4 separate regions of the Mus musculus genome follow, and regions 1, 2 and 3 are each linked to region 4. Evidence: chromatin contacts called from public Hi-C and HiChIP or PLAC-seq data. All regions are on one chromosome and are shown on one strand. Each heading gives the region's core, a stretch centred on a gene start, on an enhancer-like site or on the middle of the called end of the contact. The rest is flanking DNA. Distances are from core to core; before and after follow the strand shown. Region 1 holds the start of 4833415N18Rik (RIKEN cDNA 4833415N18 gene). Region 2 overlaps Cpped1 (calcineurin-like phosphoesterase domain containing 1). Region 3 overlaps Shisa9 (shisa family member 9). Region 4 holds the start of Shisa9 (shisa family member 9).

The links. A called contact is a pair of places that touch in the nucleus more often than the background predicts. HiChIP or PLAC-seq counts read pairs in DNA pulled down with a chosen protein or histone mark.
Region 1: an H3K27ac HiChIP or PLAC-seq map of neural progenitor cells shows a contact between it and region 4, with 7 times the contacts expected there. The contact joins the promoter of 4833415N18Rik here to the promoter of Shisa9 in region 4. A contact is called at or near these places in 2 of 39 promoter capture datasets (hippocampal neurons and stem cell-derived epiblast-like cells), 4 of 115 datasets of contacts at active chromatin or transcription factors (embryonic stem cells, forebrain, neural progenitor cells and 1 more) and 1 of 9 other capture datasets (embryonic stem cells).
Region 2: a Hi-C map of cortical neurons shows a contact between it and region 4, with 1.8 times the contacts expected there. The contact joins the enhancer-like site here to the promoter of Shisa9 in region 4. A contact is called at or near these places in 2 of 39 promoter capture datasets (embryonic stem cells and stem cell-derived epiblast-like cells), 3 of 484 Hi-C or Micro-C datasets (cerebral cortex, cortical neurons and nephron progenitors) and 1 of 115 datasets of contacts at active chromatin or transcription factors (neural progenitor cells).
Region 3: an H3K4me3 HiChIP or PLAC-seq map of neural progenitor cells shows a contact between it and region 4, with 8 times the contacts expected there. The contact joins the enhancer-like site here to the promoter of Shisa9 in region 4. A contact is called at or near these places in 5 of 39 promoter capture datasets (3T3-L1-derived adipocytes, embryonic stem cells, liver and 1 more), 4 of 484 Hi-C or Micro-C datasets (bone marrow-derived macrophages, cerebellum, cortical glia and 1 more), 9 of 115 datasets of contacts at active chromatin or transcription factors (astrocytes, bone marrow-derived macrophages, embryonic forebrain and 3 more) and 2 of 9 other capture datasets (liver and macrophages).

The regions. Positions count from the first base shown.
Region 1 is chr16:11,777,113-11,782,543 of GRCm38.p6, forward strand. It overlaps 4833415N18Rik (RIKEN cDNA 4833415N18 gene), which reads left to right and starts at 2,590. Exons shown (of 2, transcript NR_126430.1): 1 at 2,590-2,735; 2 at 3,536-4,389.
Region 2 is chr16:11,822,807-11,828,207 of GRCm38.p6, forward strand. Cpped1 (calcineurin-like phosphoesterase domain containing 1) reads right to left here. Exons shown (of 4, transcript NM_146067.3): 3 at 5,369-5,401. Among named protein-coding and RNA genes, the nearest start is that of 4833415N18Rik, 46 kb to the left of the region's middle. Within about 2 kb of position 2,200, at least 30 of the 459 cell types and tissues checked have an H3K27ac peak or open chromatin away from gene starts, as enhancers often do. A contact at or near this core is called in cerebral cortex and cortical neurons, where this site is marked.
Region 3 is chr16:12,149,142-12,153,961 of GRCm38.p6, forward strand. The region is part of intron 2 of Shisa9 (shisa family member 9); the gene reads left to right. Among named protein-coding and RNA genes, the nearest start is that of Shisa9, 170 kb to the left of the region's middle. Within about 2 kb of position 3,165, at least 8 of the 459 cell types and tissues checked have an H3K27ac peak or open chromatin away from gene starts, as enhancers often do. A contact at or near this core is called in neural progenitor cells, where this site is marked.
Region 4 is chr16:11,981,852-11,987,456 of GRCm38.p6, forward strand. Shisa9 (shisa family member 9) reads left to right here and starts at 2,262. Exons shown (of 5, transcript NM_028277.2): 1 at 2,262-3,292. The coding sequence starts at 2,730. It overlaps Gm32278 (predicted gene, 32278), which reads right to left and starts at 1,894. Exons shown (of 2, transcript NR_155455.1): 1 at 1,707-1,894.

The DNA.
Region 1 (5,431 bases), core at 1,340-3,839, 200 kb before region 4:
AAGTGGGCGTGCTGGTCCATCACCACGGAGGAGGAGGAGGAGGAGGAGGAGGAGGAGGAGGAGGAGGAGGAGGAGGAGGAGGAGGAGGAGGAAGTCAACATGGTAGTGGGACCACGTAATGGATGGAGCCTGGCTTACTGAGTGGTAGGAACTGGCACCAGCCTATAATCTCCAAAGGCCCAGCCCACTTCTGCCAATTAGGTGCCACTTCCTAAAGATCCCCCAGATATCACTGTTACTGGGAAACAAGCACCCTAAACATGAACTTGTGGGTACATTTCTGATTCAGACATAAGACTTAGTGAGCTTGCTAAAAATAAAAGGGTATGAGGCTGGAGAGATGGTTTGGTTAGCAGAGTACTTGCAAGTATGAGGATTTGAGCTGGATCCCCAGAACTCAGGTTAAAAACAAAGCCAGGTATGCTGGCATCCTTAGAATCCTGCTGCAGCCTACTGCTGAGGAGATGGAGACAGGCAGCAGGCCACTGGGGCTTGCTGGCCATCCAGCTTTGCTTAGTTGGTGAGAACCCGGCCAAAGAGAGACTCAGACTCGACAAACAAGGTGGGGGCTGGGAAGATGGCTCAGGGGGTAGAAATGCTTGCAATGCAAGCATAAGGACACAAGCTCAAATCCCTAAGGACCCAAGCTCAAATCTCTAAGGACCCAAGTTAAAATCCCTAAGGACCCAAGTTCAAATCCCTAGCACCTCTGTAAAAGCTGGGCTTGGCCATTTGTGACTGGAACCTAGCTCTGGGAACAGCGACAAGGTGTACAGAGACAGGAGTATCATTAGCACTCATTGGCCACCAACAAGTCTAGCTCTAAACCCCAAGTGCCAGGTTTAATGAGAGACCCTGTCTCAAGGGAATAAGATGGAGAATGACAGAAGATACTGGCAATCTCCTTTAAACTGTATGGGCATGTGTACCTGGACATGTGTGCATGGGTCCTTGGGAAGCACTTGGGAAGACTATGGTCTCCACATATTCCTGCATACATGTGCATACATATTGGCATACACATATACACACATGCACCAAACACATAAGCAACCGTACAAGGCAAACAAACAAACAAACAAACAAACAAGCAAACAACCCAGAACCATGGTTTTGCCTGTGCATCCCACATTTATCACAAATTTAGCGTCGTCAAACCTTCTCTTTATTTTTGGGCACTTGTTTCAATCACTTATGTGAGCGTGCATTATTCATATTATCCACATGATTTTTTTTCTAAAAACACTTTTGGCAGCCAGCCTCATGATTCTGACTTATAACTCATGGGCGGGGCTGTGCCTGGAGGAGGGCACACTGCAGGAGCTAAAGGAATGTTCAGACTCTCAAAGACAGCTGGATACCCCACACCGGGAAACTGAGCAGGAAGAAACTTGCCCTGGCAATCTACACAATTTCCAGTGGTAAGTTGCTGACATTTATTGAAATTAAAAGTAAAGGTAACATTTGACCCAACAATTCTGCCACCAGGAGCTGGCTTTCTATGAAGCTCCCTGCATCCGAAGCAAATCCAGGTTATGTGAAGTGCTCACCAAGGCACTGGGTGGGGCCATCACCCATTCCAGGCAATAACAAAACGACGTCACACAGTCCTGGGGCAGCACAGGAAGCATTCTCTCCACCAAGGGACACTGAGAAGGTCCCAGCATGGCACATTAACTAGAGGAAAATGTGTGTGCCTGTGCTTTTAAAATAGATTCTTAGATTTGGGTATGCATGAAGTTTTTCTGGAAGGCTAAGAGACTGAAGCGGTGACGGCTCTCAGGGAGGTGGCCTTGGAGGACTGTATTGCAAAAGGAGCTTTGAGGCTATATCTGCATCTATATCTGTCTATATCTTCTGCTGCTGTTTGAGCATTTGGCCACATGGATGACTCATTTGCTTTAATTAAAATAAAAGCAGCAGCAAGCAAAGCAATGCCCCAGAACCTTGGGTGGAGTGGGGAGCAGAGGCTGAGGCATACGCAGGTGACGGGTGGCGTCTGCCCATGTGGCATCTGTAGGTGATCATGCTGCGGCTTGGCATCTCCACCTGATTAAACTGGGTGAGCAAGAGGAATCTGCACGTCCGTGGGAGGCTCCTGTCACCAACCCTTGCTGTAAAGAAAGGCTTGCATGCCAAGCAGGTGGCAGGTAGAGTTCCTGTCCTGTCCCTGGTTTCCACATCAGCTCCAGCTCCAGGGACTTCCAGGGAGCAGATGTAGGGCAGGCAGGAGGCTCAGCCTGCTGCTCCCTGGCAGCCCATCTGCTCTGCCAATGCCTTCCAGATTCAGAGCAGTTATGGGGCCCTGAAGCTTGGGAAAGCCGCTGGGGAAGCTCACAGGGCAGAAACAGCAAACTGCAAACCTGCTGCTACTGCAAGCTGTGTGGCTCCGAGGGACACACACCTCCTCTAAGCCTTGGTTTCCTCACAGGCAAGAAGGAGTTGATAGTAATATCTGGGCAGAGGAGACAGCCCAGGGGATAAATTGCTTGCTGTGTGTGATGGTTTGAATATGCTTGTCCCAGGGAGTGGCACTATTAGGAAGTATGGCCTGGTTGGAGGAAGCGTGTGTCTGTGGGATGGGCTTTGAGAGCCTCCTCCTAGCTGCCCATGAGCCAGTCTTCTTCTAGCAGACTTCAGATGAAGATGTAGAACTCTCAGCTCCTCCTACACCATGCCTGCCTGGATACTGCCATGCTCCTGCCTTGATGATAATGGACTGAACCTCTGAACCTGTAAGCCGGCCCCAATTAAACGTTATCCTTATAAGAGTTGCTTTAGTCATGGTGTCTGTTCATATTAGTAAAATCCTAAGACACTGTAATAGAAAGGACCTGCATTTGAATCACCAGAATCTATGTAAAAGCCAAACACAGCAATGCAAATCTGAATCTTTGATTTTCCTAAAGTAAGATGGGAAGAGGAGACAGGAAGATTTCGGAAGCTCATGGGTGAACTAGTTTGGAATAAGAGAGCTAACAACAAAAGGACACTTTGCCTCCAACAAGGTTAAAGGCAAGAGACCACATCTGAAGTTGCACTACAAGCATGTTGTATCATATGTGTTCTGCATCCTCACATGCGTGCATGTGCGCGCACACACACACACACACACACACACACACACACACACACACACAATATCTAACTATCTCTAGGAGCCTGAAGTACTACATACAAGTTCATCCATGGCAGGAACTCATCAAGTATCCACCACTCATTCCTCTGACACTCTTGCAATGGCCTGGGATTTACACACACACACAGATACACACACAGATGCACACACACACATACACACACACACAATCACACACACATACACACACACGCACACACACACAGACACACACACACAGACACACACACAGAGACACAGACACACACACACACATAGTCTTTGCTATTAAGTAATTTATTTTCTACCAAAAGAGAGGTGATACATAATAATAGTTTTTCTATACTTGCAGAACTATATCTTATTTAACTTGTTTCATAAACCCATGCAGTCGTTATTTCTGTTCATGTTTTATAGATGAGGAGATGAGACTCCCAGGAGGATGAGGGCCACCCACAGGGCTATGGAAGAGGCTCAAGACTGATGAGGAAGGAAGAAAATCAGCTGGATCCTCAAGACACAAACAGACTAACAGACTCTTTCATTGCAACCTTTAGGGCGGAGGAAATTTGACATAGGATGCAGGGGCATCATACGATCGACTATGAGCAATGTGCCCACCGCGTGAGCCTCTCAGGACACAGGAAGTAAACCAACAGTCTCACTTTCCAGTGTCTCACCTCGGCTTCTCTTCTGTTCTCTTTAATTTGTCTTCAGAGCACTGAGCAGTGGTCGTCCTTGGTCCCAGACAATACTGTCTCTAAGAGAAGACCAACACAGTTAGAGACAGGACGGCCCAAAGGAGAATCAGATCCGTCCAGTTTAGGCCATGTATCTAGTTATGGACCCGTCAGCTTTGACAAAGGAGCTAGGGTCTTGTAGCGTGCTTGTTCTTATAGAAGGTGCAGGTCAGAGGGCCTGGCTGCCCACGTCCTCCTTGGAGACTCAGAAAGAAATAAGAATTTCAAGAGATAGTAGTGAAGTGGTTTACAGAAAAGAATTTCCGAATTTTCCTTTTCTTTTCCTCAGTCCTTATTGCATTAACCTTGTGATTGTCAACATACTTGTGTGTTGCTGAATATTTTAAGAAAAATCAACAAATGTTACCTTGAAACAATAACAAAGCCCAGAAAAATGCAAAACAGCCTTGGTCTGTCCCAGCGTCTTTCATCTGAGAGCACAGAGAGCCAGCGCTAGCCTGGGGAGGGGGTGTGTGGCTAGAATGTGTGTGTGCTCAGGGCTTTCATTAAAAACACATTTTATTTACTTTATTTTGCGTGCGTGCATATTTAGGGGAGGGCATGTGCATGCCTGATGCACATATGGAAGCCACTGGGCAATTTTCAGGAGAGAGCTCTCTCCTTTCCATTGTGTGGGCCCCAGGAATCAAGCTCAGGTGCTCAGGCTTGGTGTAGGGGGCTTTACCCACAGAGCTATCTCACTGGCCCTAGTGTTTCCTAACACTTCTAAGTTACATATTCAAAGTATCTGTGAATGTAGCCTTATAGGGAAATAAAACCTTTGTAGATGAGATGAAATGCAGTGGCGGGAAGGGTGGTGAGGCAAATCATAGCCATGAAGCGTTCCTGTAAGACAGGGCTCCATAGCCTTAGCCAGGGCTCTCAGCCATCTTGACATTTTGAGCTGGATCGTTCTGTGTCATGGAAGTCTGTCCTGTGCCACAATGCCAGTCTTTACCTACTTGAGTAGAGTAACATTATCCCTCCCCCAGTTGTGACAAAGCTCTGCAACCAATAAGTATGCATGGTGGGGGAGGGGCATTCAGGACATTTGGATGGAATTATCTTGTATTTCCCATGTGGGTTCTAAACCCAATGATTGGTAGCCTATGAGAAAGCTGGAGAGACATGAGATACATAGATTCTGGGGAGAAGCTACTGTGAACATGCAGGTGGAGGCAGAGGTGAGAGGTAATGCTTTTGTAAGACAAAGATCACCAAGAGTCCTAGAAGCCAGCAGAAGCTATGAGGGAGGCACAGACGACTGTCCTTGGAGCCTGCAGTGTGAGCCTGACGTCACACTCACAGTTATCTTAAGTCAACAGTGTGCATAATTTATCACAGCAGCTGCAAGACAGCACCACATTCCTGTAGTGCCAATACTAACTAGTGCTCAGTAGATATTTGCCAAAAGATCCATTGCAATTGCCAGCCAAAGTGAGACACTTCACAGAACCCTGTGGGTCCCATCACAGAGGGACAGGGGCCCAGGACAGAGGCCCCACAAAGCTTGATGCCCTACAGCCAGAGATTTCCATGCAGGCTTTTCCAACCAGAGGCAGAAGTTGCTCTT
Region 2 (5,401 bases), core at 950-3,449, 160 kb before region 4:
TAGACATGTTCTCTCTTGCCAATTACATATTACAGAAATGTTGCTAAATAGCTCTACAGAGATCTCAGGTCAGGTAAACCCCAAATATTTACAGCCTAATGTTTTTCAAGAAAAATCTTACAAATACCTACTCTAGAGTAGTGTTTCTTAAATTTTTCTACTTATGATACTATTTTGCTTGAGAGATTTTTATACAATCCTGAAATATAAAAGAGGTATGTAAATAAAAAATTGCTGACAACAACTCATAGTTATTTCATTGTAATTCTTTGTAGATGTATAATTTTAGCATTTATTAAAGATGAAAGCAAATCTGTATACCAATGAGATGGACTTGCTTGTTTATTTTATAGGAAGAATTAAATCTTAGGGCTGTAGAGATGACTCAGTAGCTAAGAGCACTGGTGGCTCTTTCCAGAGGACCTGGGTTCAGTTTCTTGCACCCATATAATGGCTTACAATCACCTGTAACTCCTGTCCCAGGGTATCTGACAGCCTTCTGGTCTCTGTTGGCACCAAACATATATATGATATAGACGCAGACATAGGCAAAACACCTGTACACATAAAATAAATATGTAAAATTTAAAAAAGAGAATTAAATCTTGGCTGAATATATAAGACATTTTACAGAGTGGACATTTTGACTACAACTACAATACCAGGACTGTCAACTCATGAAAATAAATAGTCTGAGATAGCAGAAGCACACGTACGCCATTTCAGAAACTGCTACAATATCTGCCCTAATCACAACCAAGCCCATTAACATATTTTAAAGGAAACTCAGTCAGCAACTCAAACAATAGTTTTTAAAATAACCCATCCTGACACAACCCCACCCAGAGATACATTAATTTGGTTCTTACACGCTAAGCAATGAGAGTTGAAAACAATCATCTTTGTTTTCTGCAATTAAGCTATTATGTTCCTATAAGAGCAGAACACTTTACATGTACATTTAAGAACACCCTGTAATTCATAACATATAATAATCTCAAATTTGAGCAAAGACACTTTGGGCAGCAGCATCTGCGGGTGTCGCATGGTGTGATGGTGTGCATAATGCTAAGTGCACACACTGAGTGTTAAGGACCAAGGCGGCAAGGATGCTGTGTACTGCAGACAATACAGCACGGTGCTAATACTGCTGGAAACACTTCCAGTTGGGATGGGTTTGATTCTGAGTTAGTTTTTGATCACTGTGTGTTTTCTTTTCCTGTCTCCCATCCCATATTCAGTAGTGTGACCCCATATGTGGGCACATCTCAGTTTAAGATGCAGTGCTCTAGGAAGTGTGTCTCCCATCCAGATCTCAGCTGGCCATTATAGGCAGTGTGGGCATCCCGGCAATGCTGCTGCTAGGGAGATGTGACCCAGGCCAGGCTCTGTCCCTGTTAAACGGTGAGTCTTTATCAAGGGGTCACTAGTGTGTGACAGGCTCAGGGTTGGACTTCCTCTAATGAACACAAGCAGAATCCACTTCCTGGTAGCATCAGGATATAGACAGCTGTGGTAGTGGTGAGACAGACGGCCTAAAGTTCTCCTCTGTCTGTAATGCAGTCTGACCTCCACCTTCTCTAAAAACTTGAAATCCTAAGGCTGCAACCAAGGGCTGAGAGCTCGCCCTTTCTTTCTGTTTCTCTGTTAAAAAGCACACAAATACTAGAGATGAAACGAATTCTGTGAAATTACTCATTAACTTTTGCAAGAAAGATCAACTTGCTGGAATTTTTTATAATTGCCAAATGTGCCCCGGGCTCTTTAATACACCATCCTTAAGCTCTGTGAGGAGAATGAGAGGAAAGAAAAGGTATCGCCGAGACATCAAGGGGAAACATGGGCAGCCAGAGACTTCCCTGTTTTCTCTTTTTTAAGATGGGAAATTTAAACTGCAATCGGCATTAACTGGGTCACACACTAACCTGCTGCTGAGAGAGGCCTGAGGGACGAGCCGACCTCCACCTTCCACCCAGGTTTCATTATCTACGCTCTGTCTTTGTGACTCCAGTTCGGTATCAGGTGAATTAGGGGGAAACCAATTTCTGCATCCCTGGGATATGATGAAACTGATTATCCCCAGGCCGAGCAAAGAAGACTGCGAATAAGCAGCGCTGCTTCACATTTGGGCGCCTGTCCTGCCCTGATACCTGTTTATTTCCACCAGTTACTGACAGTGTTTCTGTTCCATACAAAGACGCTCCCCACCCCCGTCAATGACTTCAAAAGTAGAAACAGGAAGCATCCGTTTCTAGGGAAACCTGAGGTTGGAAGCTCTTCATCTTTTGGATCACAGAGCACATTCCTACACAAATGGTGGTCTATTGTATGGTGACAGCCCTTCCTCCTCATTTACCTCATCCCATTTACAAAAATTAATGCAACAATGGGAGATGATTGTTGATGCTCATTATTAAATCATTTATTCATCCCACACAATGATTCAGAATTATTCATTAAACTTACTGGAAGGAAGCAGGGTTTTTATCCCCACAGTGGCTTGGGGAGGGATGTATTCTTTAAAAGGATATTTTATAACAACACAATTATTGTAATTAAAAGCTACCCTGATCATCTGATGAGCTTCTGACATATTTTTGAGCACTGGCATTTTAGCACAAGGAGAAAACCGAGACTGAAATAGTATTAGGAAATACTATTGCTGTGGGGACAAAAGCTAGAGGCAACATTAAATACCACCTGCCACTGTCACCCCAGCTTTATCACGGTCTTTAAGTTAATACATTTTACAAAATATCACTGACTGCCTGACTTTCCAAAATGGGTTCAAGTTCTCTTGCTGTGGCTTCAGCCACTGTCCACATTCTGCCTGGTCAAGTAGCAGCCCTGCCCTGCCCCTGAGACACACATATACAGGGCTTGCCATCCAAGCCTCCCAACCTAGCAGCACGGCGCGGTTCTGTCCACACAGAAACTGCAACTGCAGATGTTGCCTGTTTGTTCTGTGTCTGATGGCCAGGCTTAGCACGCAATGGAGACCCACAGTAGGAGGGGCTTCGAGCTCTTTAGTGCTACTTGAAGTAGATTTAGGTGAGGATCCTAAGGCTAGGGGCAAAGAAGGGCTGCAGGAGAAACAGATTACTGAGTGACCTAGATGAAAGGCAGGGAGGAAAGACAAAGGCCGCACACCTTACGATGTGGAAGGCACAGGACAGACAATATGAGATGGAGTCTTCTCCATTGCGCTTGTCATAGAGTGTGTCCTGGACACCATTGAGCTCTGTCAGCGGGCCGTGGAGGGCTGGATGAGGTAAAGACTTTCCTTCCTGCCCTGCACTCCATCCACATCACAGAGGCCTTCCTGTGAGCCGAGCCCTGAGTCATACCTAAAGGCAGGGCAGATGGACCTTCAAGGAGCTGACAGTCTAGTGAGAGACTCAGCATGTCCAACTGACAAGAGCTGGATCAAGACAACGCTGACCAGGAACTGGAGGGGAGAAGAGCTTTATACCAAAAAGGTAGAAACCTGAGTTGGTCTCACAGCCAGAGCAAAAGGAAAGGACTTCTGGGAAGGGCAAGCTGAAGGAAGAGCTGGACCTTGTGCAGGGGTTGGAGAATGTACAGAGGGCCTGGCTGGAGCTGATTCAATATGAAGGAAGCAGAAAAAGGCCCCAAATGAACACAGTCCTGCCAGGCAAGGAGACCCTACTGGACCCAGAGTCCACAGGATGCAGGTCTAAAACCATCAAGAATGGAAAACACCACCAAGTTTCACGCTTACAAACCAACTTTTGGATCATAATTTGGCTTCCTATTTAGTTCTGCCTAGGGACAGGGTTGGTCCTACACAAAGGCACCAACCAGCTGTAGACATCAACCTTCACAGGATGGGGCCATGGGATTCACTTCAGAAGCACACACAGTCCTCAGGGGATGTGCTGACAAGAAACCCTGCTCCAGCTGTTGTGTCCCACAGGCTCTGGGTAGTTTTACCACACTTCCTCCACAGGCACCCTGTTAGCACTGTGGATCCTCTCAGCATCTGGACATTCTCAGAGATGGCATGTGCTCTGTCCTGGGATGGGCAGCTCAGACCCTTGTGCCACTCGAGAATGCTGACAGCATGATGAACAACCAGCAGTTGGGAACTGAGTTTGCATCATTTATATGCATCCACGTGTGGTGGAAGAACTGGATATTCTCTGATGTAAAACGGTCTCTCTGGTGGAGCAGATGCCATCCTGATATTAACTCTGCTTCCCTGGCTTCAGAAATGCTTTCCACACTAACTCAAGCATGGCCTGAGATATCAAAGGCCTTCAATAGGAGTTTCCCAACATCATCTCCACAGAACAGTTGGAGAATGTCTCTGATAACACAAGCTTTTTGTAAAATGCCCCAGAAGTACAGAAGAGCCTATTGGGTTTCACAGTGGACCATGAGTAAGAGAAGACCAGAAGTTGTTTTGTTGTTGTTTTTTTGCTTAACAAATTTTGGCTCTTGAGATAGACCACTTCCAACTTCAACTCTTGCTCCTTCCTGCAGCAACTAAATGAAGCAATTCATTTCTTACAAGGGTGTGACACAAATAAACTGTGGAACAGTCTAAGGGGGAAATCAGGGACAGGACACACAGCCACTGTCATGGCTGACGACTACTAATCACTGAGGTGAGCCACCTAGGACACACCATTTCTCAAGAGAGGGCCCCAGAAAGGGAACTAAAGAGGAGAGAGGTGGCATGGGAGAGTACCAGGGAGTGGCCATCATAATCTAAGGCTGACCTTTAAAACAGGCATCTTTACTTTGCGATTGTATACATGTGATCACACGGATGTAGTTGCAAGTCTACATGACAGAGATGCTATGCATACACCTCCTCGTCCTAATTCAGGAAGGAAGGAAGGAAGCATGATGTACCCTGAACAGGCGAACACATGAAGGTTTCAGGATCAATCTAATAAAGCCTCACACCAAGGTTTCCTGTATGATACATGAGGACTATGATAGGGTGCTCGGGTCTTAAGGCTTCTCTGTCCTTTCCTTGAGCCAGTCCATGCTTGCCACAGAAAGGAAGGAAGCTGTTATTAGCTCTTTCCATCTCCCAAGGTACACGTAATCACATTCTGAGCCCTTCTGCTAGGACCCTTGACCTCCAAGACTCCCATCCTCAGCTGGGGGCATCTACTCCAGGGGCTGGGCAGGTCAGAGGCCATCCTGATGCTTCCTAGGATCACCACCCTTAGTCATCCTAGGGTAGACACTGAGGCAGGAAGGAATTGGCAGCTTGCCCACAGCTATATTACTAGTGAGTAAGATCAGAACCTGTCCCATCCAAGCCTAGTCCCCTCTTCACTTCGCCAGGTGGCAGAAGGAGGTTGACACATACACATACCCCAGGCATTACCTGCTCTGGTGAGCTTTTCGGCCAGTTCCTTAC
Region 3 (4,820 bases), core at 1,915-4,414, 170 kb after region 4:
AAGAGACTCCATCCCAGGCCTTCCAGGTTTACACAGGATGCTTCAGTCCAGCAGATATCTACTTCTTTTCTGGCCTTTATGTTCATTCATATGTTCAGGGCTTCTACTCACACAAAAACCTTCCCCTGTTATGCCTTGGATTTTTTGGGCAGGTTTAACGTGTTCTTAATTTCGGTCGACTACACTCATATCACAGTGTTCACTGTTTCTTTTTTTTTTTAATTAGGTATTTTCTTCATTTACATTTCCAATGCTATCCCCAAAGTCCCCCCATGCCCTCCCCCCCATTCTCCTCCCCCCTCCTACTTCTTGGCCCTGGTGTTCCCCTGTACTTAGGCATATAAAGTTTGCAAGACCAATGGGCCTCTCTTTCCACTGATGGCCGACTAGGCCATCTTCTGATACATATGCAGCTAGAGACACGAGCTCTGGGGGGTACTGGTTAGTTCATATTGTTGTTCCACCTATAGGGTTGCAGATCCCTTTAGCTCCTTGAGGACTTTTTCTAGCTCCTCCGTTTGGGGCCCTGTGTTCCATCCGATAGCTGACTGTGAGCATCCACTTCTGTGTTTGCTAGGCCCAAGAATAGCCTCACAAGAGACAGCTATATCAGGGTCCTTTTAGCGAAATCTTGCTAGTGTGTGCAATGGTGTCAGCGTTTGGAGGCTGATTATGGGATGGATCCCTGGATATGGCAGTCTCTAGATGGTCTATCCTTTCGTCTCAGCTCCAAACTTTGTCTCTGTAACTCCTTCCATGGGTGTTTTGTTCCCAATTCTAAGAAGGGGCAAAGTATCCACACTTTGGTCTTCGTTCTTCTTGAGTTTCATGTGTTTTACAAATTATATCTTATATCTTAGGTATTCTAAGTTTCTGGGTTAATATCCACTTATCAGTGAGTATCAATATCATGTGAGTTCTTTTGTGATTGGGTTACCTCACTCAGGATGATGCCCTTCAGGTCCATCCATTTGCCAAGGAATTTCATAAATTCATTCTTTTTAATAGCTGAGTAGTACTCCATTGTGTAAATGTACCACATTTTCTGTATCCATTCCTCTGTTGAAGGGCATCTGGGTTCTTTCCAGCTTCTGCCTACTACAAAACAATTAATTGCTTGGACTCTGGAAGCATGGCATTGAAACTAAGTATTTTTCATGTGAGAGACTTTACCTCATATTTCCTCTTCCCAATCTGGTTTATACTGGACCTTGACCCTCTCCTGCTGCCTTCCTTTGGTTTCTCAAATGGTCTACTGGCCTTGAGTTTACTCATCCAGACCATGGTGTCTAATGAAACCTCATGACAGTTAATATACTTGATGGCCTGGCCCCAGCCTACCTGGTCAGTCTTCACTGTACTCTAATGAAGTCTCATGACAGTGTGTGTGTGTGTGTGTGTGTGTGTGTGTGTGTGTGTGTGCATACACAGGTGCATAAACTTGAAGGCCAGAGAAATGCCTCAGTAGGTAAGAACACTTGCTGAACAAACATGAAGACATGTATTTTGATCTCTGTCTCTGTCTCTCTCTTACACACACACACACATACATACACACACACACACACACACACACATACATACACACACACACACACACACACACACAGAGAGAGAGAGAGAGAGAGAGAGAGAGAGAGAGAGAGAGGAGATAACAACTGTGTATGTTTTTAATATAGGTTGGGCAGTGCAGTGCTTGCTGCACGAACTGTGGTTCTTAGTTTGATTCCCAGTACCACAATCAAGCAAGAAGCCAGCCTCCTCAAACCAAGCCACCATTACCACCATTCATTTTAAAATTTTCTCTGTGTTGCTTGACATAGGCAGGGTGAGCACTGTCCAGGGGAGCTACATCTCCAGTCATGTCAGTTTTAGAACCTACAAGTTTTAGGTCCCAGTAAGGTGCCATCCCTCCCGTCCCCTCTGGCAACCATTTCAAGCTCCATCGATGGACTTCGACTGGGTATTTTTAGCAATCAGCCATGCTGCATGTGGTATTCTCTTTGCCTTTGCATTGTGTTTTCAAGATTCATCCATGTAGCATGTATGGAATCTTCTTTTTCATTACTGAATAATATTCTAGTATATGGGCAGCCTTCACCCCTTGGCAGGAGTTTGAGGCTCTTTCCATTTGGGACTTACTGTGAATGATAGTTTTACTAATATCAACAGGTATGTCTTTGTGTGGACACGTATTTTCATTCCTCAGGTAGGTATCTGGTAGCAGACTGTTTGGGTAATGCCGTAAGATAGTATTCAGCTGACAATCAACTCTATGCTGTGTCACCTTTTGAGGTGGGCATTGGTGGGGCATGCCTGCAATCTGGGTTGGAGACTGAGGAAGTAAAATGTGACTTTGAGGCCAGGCTGGGCTATAGAGTGATTTCAAGGCGAGCTTGGAATACAGACTGCCATCCTAAAAACATCTTTAAAACACTACCAAAGTTAGAGCCTTATCAAAGGCTGTGTCTGAAAATGCCCTAGGACCCAGAACGCCCTCTGCACAGCCACAGCTGGGCTTATGGCTAAAAGGATTTGCATCCTTCCAGCTTATCCATTTGCTGGGACAGTTCCACCCACCAGTCACACTTCCTGCAACAGGCACCCCAGGGAACAGGGAACACAAAGGTTTCTGTGGCATCTGAGCTTGAATTTTTCTCCATCTGGGATCGATGTAATGACTGCAAAAGGCAGCTGCAATTTTCCTTGCTTGAAAAGGGCTTTTCATGCAAGAGGGGGAAAAAAAAAGATGAAGACTGAGGCAGAAAGGTGAACTTTGGAAACTGTCCTGAATAGAGAGCCGTATTCTCTTGCTTCATGTGTCTCTGGGACCAATGCGTTGCATTCAGAAGTAGCGCGTTTGTTTTCAGTCTCTGTCTGCTTGGATCTTTGGTAATGTCCAGAGGCTCACCGGACTTGAAACGTCAGTCAGAATCAAAGGTGGTTGGAGATGTGGAAACAACCTTCTGAGGGTGTGACAGGCCAATGAAGCCACTCAGCCAAAGAACTGTGATATATATGGAGCCTGTGATCACAGAGTGACATGTGACCTTGTTCTTCCCTTGGGAGCCTGGGGAAATCTGGTCTCAAACAGACAGACACTACTGAACTGAACCTTTGCATATCTAAAGGATGAGTAATTTGTTTAAATTGAACTGGTGCCCACATTACAGGGCTCATTACTAGTGACTGATGTCCCCTCAGTGGGCCTGAAGGCATAAAGAACTGGGCTCCCAGGAGTAGTGTAGCCTGCAAGAAAGGCATCCCATAATGAATTATATAAAAACTCTCCCTTCTTATGTATGGTGCTGCCCAGAGCCAGACTACCTGAGTTCAAATCTTGTTGAAGATCATTGGACAATTTCCCACCTTCATTCTGCCTTGGTTTCTCTATCTCTGAAGTGGGACTGAGTATAGTCCTTCCCCACTGAGCTCATCTTTGTGAAATACCCACTGTGCTGCCATTTCAACTCTTTAAGTCTCTAGTCTACCAGGTGGGGAAAATTTGAATCTTGGGCTATTCTAATAACCCCAGGAAACTCACTATTGGCTCTCTAACATGTGGTGGAAGAGTAAGTCAGAGGAGGGAAGGAAAGCAGAGAGAGAGAAAGAGGGAAGATTACAAGGCAGAATGAAGGAAGGGAGAAGCTGGGATGGTAAGGGCTACTTGGCCTCTAGTGCTCACAAGATCTGGCTGCTGTCCTCGGAAGTCCATTTCATTTTGTATTTACAGATGAAAGAACTGAAGTACAGAGGGGTTAGGGACCTTACCTGCAAACACACAGCCAGGAAGTGCATCTGCGATTCAAAATTGGTCTTTCTGTCTTTAAGACCCTCCGTCCCTCTGTCCCTCTGTCTCTTCTTTCCTTTTTTTCTCTTCTTCCCTTTCCATCCCTCTTTCCTTTTTTTTGGGGGGGGGGGACAGGGTCTTACCCAGGATGTCCTGGAACTCTTGATCTTCCTGCTTTATCCACACCCCATTCCCAGGGCTTTGGGTTACAGGCTTGTGCCACCACACATGCACTGACATTTGTTTTTAAGTGACCACCCAAACTCCTTCCATTTAAGCCCAGATCATTCACAGTGAACAAAGAAATAAAGGGTTTAAATTTTTTTGTGTCTTCCTTCCTTCCTTCCTTCCTTCCTTCCTTCCTTCCTTCCTTCCTTCCTTCCTCCCTCCCTCCCTTCTTTTTTCCTTTTTTAAAGGAAATAGGCTATATCTGCTCTGATTCATCAGAGACTAAGATGCTGCATAAAATTTCAGTTCTTCCTGAATTTGCAGGAATTCTTTGTTAAGGACATACTTGATGCATAAGTAGTGAGCTGAAGTACTGAGGGGGTCAAGGAAGAGGTTTGGATTTCTGCTTTCTAGCCTCACCTTCCAGACAAGTTGGTGTCTGGGGCTTTACCAGACTACGTGCTTCAGGTGTGACTAACCTTTTGACAGTGGCATGACTTTGGTTGTTATTCATGAAGTTCACACTTGTTTTGAGAACTTCATAATCAAGTCACAGAATACAAATCCCCTCAAATAAAATATGCATAGGAGTTTTATGTTGGGCCACATTCATAGCTATCTTGGGCTTCTGCAGCACACAGGCCACAAGTTCGACATCCCAGGAAGACTTTTTGCCATGTTTTCTAGGGCCTCACCTTATATTAGGGTTAGTCCTGAACACACAAGCAGATAAGTTTACACTGCACCTCTCATGGAGGCCATATCAGCTTTGTTTGCTCTGTTTTTTTGGGGGAGGTTATTGTTATTTTTGGAGCAAGGGCCTTATGTAGTCAAGGCTGGCCTTAGTCAAACTTAGTCTGTA
Region 4 (5,605 bases), core at 1,012-3,511:
CAGGGGTCTGCCTGTGTCCTCTCCCCCAGCTATGTGATTCTAAGTATGTGCCACCACACTCTGCTTCCTCATGTAGGTTTGAGGGGGTAAACTCAGGTCCTCTTGCTTTCATGACAAGTAATTTCATGATTCATAACTTGTTAAAAATCTTAATTAACTAAACACCTAGCTAACATACTTCACAATTCGTTTTTGTCTGTGTGCCTGGGAACACAGATTATCAAGGCCATTTTAGTCATGTTATTTACATGGCAGTGCTTGGAGACATTAAAGATAGAAACACGTAATCAAAGGTGGGGTGCATGTCTGTTAGGAAGGGACAGGAAGTGGCCAGTCACAGACTCTGGAAGCATAGTTCCTGGGTAAAATGTCAATAGCTTTCACTCCACAAACTCCCTGGGTAGCTTTCTCATTGCTTTGAGGCTCAGTTTCTCTCATTGCTATTGGGAAGATAATATTAACCAAGAAGCAGAGAATTAAGGGAGCCCCTGAGCTCACTGATTCCTCTACAAGACCCCAGGTTGTCTGGTACTCAGTAGTTATTGATTTTTAATAAAAGCAAGCTTAGGGATTGTGCTATAACTCACAGAGAAATGTCAGCTGCCATCAGCTCCCACACCAATGTTTATGGGATGGACAAGGTGGTAGCAGTTGTGGGTTGCCAGTATGACAAATATGCCTCCCACCCTATTTGCAGGGTCCTATGGTGAGGAAGCTGGTTGGCAGTTCTCTTTCCTTTTCACAGTGGGGGATGGGTTGGAGTACATTCTACTGCAGTCAGTCTTGGCTCTAAGACCTGGTGTGGTTTACCAAGGTGGCCCTGGGCTGCATTTGTAAATCTTCTTTCATCAAAGGGAGGGGGAGTTTAGCCAAACCCTTTGATTTGGAAAAAACTTGCCACACAGTCTTAATAAATCCTCTCATAAATTATCAATTAAGAGGATCCCAGCAGACCATTTTACATGTGGCCCAACTTCGTGGTCCTTTGAAAATTTCCCCCAAGAGTCCTGCAGCTGAAACCAAACAAGAGGAGAGGGAACAGAAAACATTGCTTCCTCTGTGATTCACCCAGCCTACTGCAAAGAGCATACTCAGTTAATACAATTAAAAAACAAAACGCCAGGGCGTGTGGGGATATAAATTTAGCTTAGCAGCTTTGATGTGAATCCTGATTTAGGGGCTATTGAAATCAAATTCAAGTAGAGGGCAGGAAGAAATAGGAGAAATGGTCGAGGGCTTATGGAGGGCTGGGAGGAATCAGTCAGGAGAAAGGAAGAGAGAACAAATTTGGAAAGGTTGAGAAGAGATGCTGGGAGCCAAGGAAACAACCTCGGTGAGGATGTCGGGGAAGGGGGGCTCCGTGGGGACAGGGGACAGCCTGCTCTGGAGACTGTCGCGCGGGCTGCAGAAACGAGTGGCTGAGGATGAGTGCCCAGGCCTTGCGCTGCGCCAAAACTGCCAGCGCAGAGGCGGCGCCGCTGTGTGCCCTCCTGTGGAGCTCAGCGTTCGCTGCGGGGGCGAAGAGGGACAGAAAGCGGCAGGTCCTAAGGGCTAGGGGAGTTCTTAGGAGAGCCCTTCCAGGGTGAGCCATTGCCTTCGCTTTGTCCGCTGACCGCCTCGCCAGACCACCCAGCTTTTAATATGAGTTCCCAAGCCCCTGTTCTGGGGTGCTTACCACAGCCCAAGGGGTTTGACACCTAACCCACCTTCCCAGTTCCAGCCTCTTCTCTGTTCAGGGACTCGAACCATCCCAGGCTCGCGCCAGGCATGAGGTCGCATCCCCGGAAAGGGCAAGGCAGTTCCTGCACGCCCGGGAGGAGGAGGGAGATCTTGTCTACACTGCTTCTAGTGTGTCTTGGAGTGAGCAAGCCATCTAATCTGTCCCGATTCTCCTAGTCACCCCTTCCCTGATCGACAGATTGCAATCGCAGCTCCTGCGCACGCACCCCTAGGGGGGGAAATCGAGGGCGGAACCACCTCTGAGTCTTTGCTTGGGGTGAGGAGCACCTTTCTCCCCGAGAGGGTGCCAGAGGTCCCGGCCGTGGTTCTTTCCACCTGCCGAGAAATCAGAGCTGTTCTTTCGAGCCTGGCAGCGGTGGAGCTTGCTGCTTTTGCCCGAGCTCTCTCTGCACGCCCCCTATTCGCCCCCGCCCGCCCGAGTCACCTCTTTACGCGCCCCCGCCCCTTTCGAGCTAGCGCTCACCACCACCCCTCCTCTATCCGCCCTCCTCCCCTTCCCCCTTCCCTCTGGCCCTCCCTTCATTCCACAAGTGTCGCTTCTCTCTCTCTCTCCAGCGCACTTGGCGTGCTAGAGAGGTGAAGAGCATCCTGCGAGCGAGCGGACGTGGGGAGCCGAGTCCCGGGTGGCGGGTGGAAGGGAGTTACGGACACAGCGACTCTCTCCTGTTTTCCACCCCCGCCTCCCCCGGTGGCCAGCAGGACCTGCACCCCGCGCTGGCCCCCGCTCCTGCTCCGTCCCCGCCCGGCCCCGGCGCGCTCCTCCCCGGCCGGCCCCCTTCCTCGGCGCGCGTCGCGCTGGAGGCGAACGCAGTCTGAGCCGAGCGCAGTGGCCGCCGACCACCGAGCGCCCCGCGCCGCCTCCCTGCATGTGCGGCCAGCGGCGGCCCGCAGCCCCCGCCAGCAGCCTCGGCAGCTTCGGCCGCGCGTCCAGAGGCGGCGGTAGCGGCTCCAGCGGCGGCCGAGCGCTCCAGCCCGGGTTGGGAGACACGATGCGCCGAGTCCTTCGGCTGCTTCTCGGCTGCTTCCTCACCGAGCTGTGTGCCCGCATGTGCCGGGCGCAGGAGCGATCTGGGCACGGGCAGCTAGCGCAACTGGGCGGCGTACTGCTGCTCACAGGGGGCAACCGCTCCGGAGCCGCCTCCGGAGAGGCCGGCGAGGGCGTCGGGGGCTCGGACGCACCGCCGACTCGAGCGCCCACGCCAGACTCCTGTCGGGGCTACTTCGATGTCATGGGCCAGTGGGACCCGCCGTTCAACTGCAGCTCGGGCGACTTCATCTTCTGCTGCGGGACTTGTGGCTTCCGGTTCTGCTGCACGTTTAAGAAGCGGCGACTGAACCAGAGCACCTGTACCAACTACGACACGCCACTCTGGCTTAACACGGGCAAGCCCCCAGCGCGTAAGGATGACCCCTTGCACGACCCCACCAAGGACAAGACCAACCTTATCGTCTACATCATCTGCGGGGTGGTGGCTGTCATGGTGCTGGTGGGCATCTTCACCAAGCTGGGGCTGGAGAAAGCGCACCGGCCCCAAAGGGAACACATGTCCAGGTGGGCTGCCTCCCCTTCGCCCCCCTCTTTGGGTCCACTTTCCTTTCCCATCCATCTCCAACATTCCCCAGCCGTGCTTCCCTCCACCCCAAGGTCTCCGATTGGGGAATGTCATCCAGGACGACAACTTTCCCTTGTAGCATTGAGCCAAGCAAGGCATTGGGCTCAGCACAGGTGGGAGTGAAGGCCGAGTGTGGAAGGGGAAAGTCTCTTTTCCCCTCGCCCACCTCCTGTTCCCTCTCACCAGATATGATGGTGGGTCTTGAGACACATAGCCGGGTCTTTAAACTCTTGCGTTTTGGGGAGAGGATCCATTTATGGAGGTAAACAGAGGCAGGCGAACCTGAAAGGAAGTGGGGGGGGGGGCGTGTATGATCCGTGTGCTTGTGTGTTGGAGGGAGGGAGGAACGGAGGGAAAGAGTGAGTACCTCCTGCAACTTGTACACTAGCGAAAATGAAGCAAAGGTTAGGGAGAGTGCACCAGAACCAAAGCCTCCTAGTGCTGGCGCTTCCCCAGAGCTTTGAGGGTCCTTGATTAGAACCTCTTCTTTCCCCATTCCATTTCTCCCTCACCATCTATTCCTCTCTGTGCTGCAGCCATCACAACGCTGCACACCTTGCCTGGCCTGGAGATGACTCCACGGGCCCCCTCCACCCTTCAAGCACCTTGATTCATCAACTTTGCCTTTCCCTTTATTCATTATGCAAGTCCTATCACTGGCAAAGTCGCAGCAGATGGGAGAAAGCATTTGGGGATTAAGGGAGCTATTTGCCTTTTTGTTTAACCCCTCCCCCAAGTGTCTAAAATGATTCCCAGAACTCAATAACTTTGGAGGTGAAGGATGCAGAGTAAGCCAGGAGCCAGGGGAGAGATGCTGGGTTAGCATGAGGTCTGAGTGAGAGGGATGCAAGGAGAACTGTGGGCCAGATGACAGCAGGATGGCTGGAGCCAAAGTCCAACTGATTTTAAGTCTGGGCATTGAAGTCACAGTGTTCTCTTCACTCTCCAACACCCTCCTCCCCCACGTAGGGTGTGTGTGTGTGTGTGTGTGTGTATGCGTGCTAGCTCACAAGTGCGTGTGTGCATGCTATCTGTGTACATGCCTAAAAATCTGAACAAAGAGACCTAGCAAAAATAGGCAAAGGAACATTACCACCCCACTGGTAATCATTTTCTGTGTATATGATGAGAAAGAGTATCCAATGAGTTTTTCCTTTTCCCAGAGATAAGGGATCTGGAGGGAAGGTGGGGAAGTTCTGCTCAGTTTGGGTTAGTGGTAGATGGTGTTTTCTTGGGGCACAAAAATAAGCTCCCAGGGCACCCAGGAAACTGGAACCAAGAAAAGGTGCTGACCCAGCCTACCTCCTGCTACTCCCAGGTGCTCTACCTCCAGCTTCCCAGGGGGTTCACTTTAGGAGAGCTCTATCCAGGGACATCTTCTGTTGTCCTTAGGGTGAGAGTGAGAAATGGATGCAGGTCTGCCCTGGATGCATGTTGCCATGCAGGGAGCCAGTACTCAGACAGGAAAGCTGTCTTGCTGTCACCCTAACTTGGGCTGAAATCTCCCCCATGCCTTTTTGCTAAGTTCTAGAGTTTCCCTTTTTGGGATTTGGTGGGAAGAGGAGCTACTCCTGGCAGGTTTGTGGGTGAGGCTACAGCTTCAAGTTCCCGTGGATTGGGTGCGCAGGTCAACCTCGCTCTCCATTGATACTCAGAGGCTCAGTGGGAACTCAGTTTCCTGTCTCAACCCCTCCTCGCAGGCAGCTCTTTTTAGAGGCATCAACTCCAGTTTTTTCTGCAGATTCTAAGTAAAGTCTGTTTGGAGGCCACATCCAGGAGTACCCAGAGCTAGGTACTTAACTAGGTTCCTCCTATAAACATTCATGAATTTTAAAATTCAGTGGAAGTGCCTGGCCTTGGCAAGGGAGAAGACTGGATTATGTCACAGGCAGCTTCTTAGATATGCTTTTCAAGCAAGCATGCTGCTGTTTGAGACCACCTGTACTGCAAGTCCCTGTTGCCAGGGGCCCCACCCCCTTTGACTTTAAATTAGAATGTGGGGTGGGAGCCAAGCACCAGGGCTGGCAAAGCTCTCCAGGTGATTCTCATGTTCATTCAAACTCTGTGAAGAGACCAGAGCGAACACCTGCTGGGCACAGGGCTAGGTGCCAGGCACTGTGCGGTGTGTGTGCCTGTGTGCTTGTGGGTGCGTGCGTGTGTGTGTGTGTGTGTGTGTGTGTGTGTGTGTGTGTGTGTATAAACTCAGCTCTCCCAGCTAGCCTATGACATGGCTGCTATTTTAATTCCCTATT